2 separate regions of the Sus scrofa genome follow, and region 1 is linked to region 2. The links are chromatin contacts, called in public targeted proximity ligation maps. All regions are on one chromosome and are shown on one strand. The core of a region is the stretch at or near the end of the contact, and the rest is flanking DNA. Distances in the headings are between cores, read along the strand shown. Region 1 overlaps VANGL2 (vang-like protein 2). Region 2 has its middle 19 kb from the start of CD84.

The links.
Region 1: a targeted proximity ligation map of alveolar macrophages shows a contact between it and region 2. A contact is called at or near these places in 2 of 5 promoter capture datasets (fetal liver and liver), 15 of 47 Hi-C or Micro-C datasets (alveolar macrophages, blood, embryonic fibroblasts and 6 more) and 1 of 2 datasets of targeted methods (alveolar macrophages).

Annotation. Positions count from the first base shown.
Region 1 is chr4:90,063,316-90,066,015 of Sscrofa11.1, forward strand. All of the region lies in intron 1 of VANGL2 (vang-like protein 2), which reads right to left. Among named protein-coding and RNA genes, the nearest start is that of VANGL2, 16 kb to the right of the region's middle.
Region 2 is chr4:89,911,484-89,914,183 of Sscrofa11.1, forward strand. It overlaps the pseudogene LOC100511506. Among named protein-coding and RNA genes, the nearest start is that of CD84, 19 kb to the right of the region's middle.

The sequences.
Region 1 (2,700 bases), core at 41-2,540, 150 kb after region 2:
GAAAACGATGACTTGGAGAAAGCAGGTTCTGGCCAGGCCAACAGTCTGGACCAGGGGAGATTTTAGCAGGAAGCAGCTGGTTTCGGCCCAGAGGCTACCCCAGGCCTCTCCTCCCCTCCCTTCATCTTCCCCCGACTCAAAACTTCTGAGTGGGCCCACAGGGGGCTGCCTATGGCTGCTTCTCTTGGCATCACGTCCCTAGCACCTACATCAGACAGACCTATGGTTCCTGCCAGGTCAAGCTAGCGGCTCTGCTTGAGGCTGTGTGCATGTCTGGGTGAAAGCAGGTGAGGCGGGGGGTGAAGGATGGAAACTGCAGATAATGTGGTGGGAGGCAGGAAGAGAAGGTGAGTAGAGAAACCACTCTCCGAAAACCAAACATCCTGAATTAGGCAAAGGCCTGAGCGTATCTGACTCTGTGTGGACCGAGGGGCAGTATCTTCCTTCTATACTTGCACTTTCTAGTTCTTCAGAAGAGAGGAACCTCTCCTTCTCCCCTCATCCCTCTCACCCAGACCCTGCTCGGTCTTCAGAAACCAGCCTCACCCCCTCACAAAAGCCCCCACCTACCCCTGCACCCACTGTCACGACCTCCCCTCGGACCCCGACCCCACCATCATCATCCCCATGCACTGAGCGGTCATTTCCTCTCTTCATTCACTGAGGCATCGTCTTGCTTAGGCCCCTTCTAGGAACCATGTACCCGGCTAGGCCCTGGAGACACAGGAGTGAATAAATCCCGAGTTCACAGTCCAGTGGAGCAGGTGCACACTAAACAAGTAAACAGGTGAATACAAACGACTTAACTACATCAGTGATGAAAGCAGAAGAACGAGGACAGTGCGACAGACAAGTCTGGGGAGCTGGACTACTTTAGAGTGAGTGGTTCTGGAAAGTCTGAGAAAATAACAGCCAAGCCTGAAGGAGCACAGGAGTTAAGCAGGCAGAACGGAAGGGAAAGCCTGCAGAGCAGAGAATCACCCGTGAAAGGCGGCAAAGACTTCAGTGGACTTAAAGAAACCGTGGAGCCGGAGCTGAGGAAGGGAGAGGGTGGCGGAAAGTGAGGCTGAAGAGGTGGCTGGGGCTGGGTTATTTGGCAAATGCCCAAGGGTCAGGCCAAGAGCTTGGGTTTTCTTCTAAAAGCAGTGGGAAGCCTGCAAAGGGTTTTGGCTATGCCCATATGGGCTGGCGGGAGACCACTGCAGCCGTGAGGCTTGGATGGGGCAGGGCAGGGAGGCAGGAAACAGTCATCTTTGCCACATATGTTGGTGACAGGACCGACAGGACCTAAGGGCGACTGTCTGCGGGGGAGGGCAGTGTCACGATCTCTGGCCATCACCAGGCAGGAAGACTGGGAGGAAGCAAGTCTGGGGAGGAAGTTAGTGAGTTCGGGTCCCAGCGTCCAGAGCCAGGCAGTGGAACAGGCAGCTGTTGTCAAAGGAGCTGGCTTCAGGCAAGTCTGAGCTGGTGCTATGGACAGTGTGCAGGGCCAAGGGAATGGATGGGATCACCTGGCCAGAGGGTTAAAGAAGGGGTTCCTGAGAACCCCAATATGTAAATATGTCCAAGGAAAGGGAGCAGGCAAAGGCGCTGGGAAGGCGAGGCCAGAGGGGCACGGAGGCAGAGGAGCCATGAATTAGCACACTTCCGAGTTAGGAATAAAATCAGCCAGTCAAGGAGTTACCATCGTGGCCCAGTGGTTAACGAATCCGACTAGGAACCATGAGGTTGAGGGTTCGATCCCTGCCCTTGCTCAGTGGGTTAAGGATCCGGCGTTGCCGTGAGCTGTGGTGTAGGTCGCAGATGCGGCTCGGATCCTGTGTTGCTGTGGCTCTGGTGTAGGCCGGTGGCTACAGCTCCGATTCAACCCCTAGCCTGGGAATCTCTGTATGCCGTGGGAGCGGCCCAAGAAATGGCAAAAAGACAAAAATAAATAAATAAATATAATAAAATAAAATAAAATCAGCCAGTCAAGTGCTGCCGTGGTCAAGTATGCTAAGAACTAAAATGAATCTGCTTTGTGTAGTTGTTAACTTTCCTCCAATTAAACTGACGCATCAGTAACTTGAGACTAAGAATTATGATTGATTTGATTGATACATACTTGTATCCACCACCCTCTCGTGGACACCCAGCAAGTAGCTGATACCCACCCAGTAAATGAAGACGCCTCTCTGACGCTCAGGGAAACTGCAATGACTGTGCGGAGATGAAATCCATACTAAATCCACTCACGGATCCTCCTAACAGAATGGTGCGGAGGCTCTTCATGGTCCAGTAATGTCTGTTGATATCCCCACGGCAAGGCAAATGTGTGACAGAGACACACTTAGGGGACAGAGCCATGATATCTTAACCTACCTGAAACCCTTCTAACCCTTTGCCACGAATAAGGCCCCACTCATGTCCTGGTCTGAAAATTACAGGTTGGGCTCCTCTACTCCACCTCTTGAGAACATTCTAGTGGTCTGGTCCCGATGCAGTTCCAGACATGTCACCTGTATCTCTCTTGCTATGGTTCAGCTTATTCTTTCTAGTCTGCCTCCTACAAACTGAATTGCACCAGGAGGTTCAAAGAGAATAAGTGGGTTACAGAGTGAAGGAGGTAGAGAAATAAAGAGGAAAAGCGCCGCCAGAGACACCAGAACCCAGACTCTCCATCTCCCCAGCCTGAACTCTCCTGTCTGCCAGGACCACAGC
Region 2 (2,700 bases), core at 33-2,532:
GAACTGCTCCATGAAGCTTTGAGTCAAGACTTTCCTGGGGACAACATGGGCTTCGATGGCAAGAGCTTGTCTGTCAAAGATGTTCCTTGTGGCAATGTGGCTGGTGACAGCAAAAATGACCTAATGGAAACAGCTGGCTTTATAAGTGATTATCTTGAACCATCCTGACCAAATCAGTGCTGGATATGCACCTGTGCTAGATTGCCACACAGCTCACATTGCCTGCAAGTTTGCTGAACTGAAGGAGATCAATCGTCATTCTGGGAAAAAGCCAGGAGATGCCCCTGAGTTTTGAAATCTGGTGATGCTGCCATCATTGACATGGTTCTTGACAAGCCCATGTATGTTGAGAGCTTCTCTGACTATCCTCCGCTGGGCGGTTTTGCTGTTTGTGACATGAGACAGACAGTTGCTGTAGGTGTCATCAAAGCAGTGGACAAGAAGGCAGCTGGAGCTGGCAAGGACAACAAGTCTGCTCAGAAAGCTCAGAAGGCTAAATGAATGTTATCGCCAATATCTGCCACCCCAGGCTTAATTAGTGGTAGAAGAAATGTCTCAGAAATATTTGTCTCAATTGGCCATTTAAGTTTAATAGTAAAAGACTGGTTAATGATAACAATGCATTGTAAAAACTTCAGAAGATTTTGTGGACCATTTGTTTTGTGTGTGGCAGTTTTTAGTTTTTAAAATCAGTACTTTTTAATGGAAACAACTTAACCAAAAATCTGTCACAGAGGAGTTTCCGTCATAGCGCAGGGGAAATGAATCCAACCAGGAACCATGATGTTTTGGATTCGATCCCTGGCCTCTTTCAGTGGGTTAAGGATCCGGGGTTGCCCTGAGCTGTGGTGTAGGTCACAGACACAGCTCAGATCTGGCGTTGCTGTGGCTGTGGCGTAGGCCAGCAGCTGTAGCTCTGATTCAACCACTAGCCTAGGAACCTCCATATGACACAGATGTGGGCCCCCTCCCAAAAAAAGAGTCTGTCACAGAATTTTGAGACCCATTTAAAAAAGTTTAATGAGGAAAAAAAACGTATTTGGGAAGTGGCCACCTAGTTACTTAAGCATGGCCCACATCTGCCAATTTTGCCAAGGTTATCTATTAGAGCTCCCTGGGTACCTTTTAAAGAAATACTGATGCCCAAAACCTACCTCAAACACAAATGAACTCTGGGTGAAGATCTCTAGAACCACCAACTTAGAGGCTAATAATTATAATCTGAAAGGATTTTGTGAAGTGTTCCCCACAACAGCCACTAGAGGGAGGTGTAGCAATATATTTCCCCTACCTGCACCCCAGCATCCCCAACAACTTCGCTTGCACTGAAAGGATGTGGACTCTGTCCCAGACTTGCTGAAACTGTGGCTGGATTCTCATCAGTTCACAGCACTTACAGGCTGGAGGGAAAACTGACCCTTCCCCTTAGAGATAAGGAGGGCCAATGTGGGTTGATAACAGACTCTAATCAAAGTTAACTGCCATACATTGATTTCACAGAAGACTCTTAATTTTACTCAATGCTTCACTCATTCGACAAATTGTTATTAAGTTCCTACTAAGTGTTAGAGGTTGTCACCCAGGAGGAGATACAAAGAACAAGGCAATTAAAATACTATGATAGGTAGAAAACCACATGATCTTCTGGGACAACCTGAAAGTAAAAGGCGATGCTGTTAACAATTACACTGGGGCAGTGGCTGGGAAACCAGAACGACAGAGAGGGTGAGGCGTGTTCAGCAAGCACACAGAGGTGCACAAAACTCAGACTTCAGGAGAGAGGGGATTAAGTTTGTTTAAATAATTAGTTAAAAAGTTTTAAGTAACAATGGAAATTAAAATCTCCTTCTCCTAATAGTCCATGGTGTCTAAGTCTCCTTTTTTCAATTATCTATTGCATGACACCTGCCCCTTACATGCCCCTCCCACTGTCCTGACTGCTCTCCTCTAGACATAGTTGGGTTTGTCCATGCTTCTTAAAATGTACTGCTCAAGACTGAACTCTGCTTTAGATGTAAAGTATACCAATGCAGACAAGAGTGAAACTGTTATCTTCCAGTATCTTCTGCAGCTATTTTGGTTTTTAATTGGACTCAGGTCCACAGAAATGGATGAATACAATTTGCATATTCCTCATTTCATTGTATATAATCATCACTGGTCCATGTACTAGGCCTCTTTCATCTCATTTTAATATTGTATTTTCCCCTTCATACCCCATCCCTGTTCTCTTTCTGCTTCCCACCTCCCTGTCCCTGGATAGAATCTGTCAAATGTGTTCATTAAGTGCATGTTTACAAGTATATATGGATCTCTAGAACTGTTTTGAAGTTACATATGTAGACATTTCATTCTATTTTCAGTTTCATTTTGGTTTTGTTGCTCAATATTGTGATTCTTGGACATTTCCAAGTTGAAACATGTAGCTTTAGCTTAGTTTTTTTGAATATTGTATAGTATTATATGGAACTCTAGAACTGTTTTGAAGTTACACATGTAGACATTTCATTCTGTTTTCAGTTTCATTTTGGTTTTGTTGCTCAATATTGTGATTTTTGGACATTTCCAAGTTGAAACATGTAGCTTTAGCTTAGTTTTTTTGAATATTGTATACTATTATATCCTACAGACATGCTACATTTCATCTACCGATTTCCTTATTGATAAGCATTGAAGTTTTTCCAAACAATACTATGATGA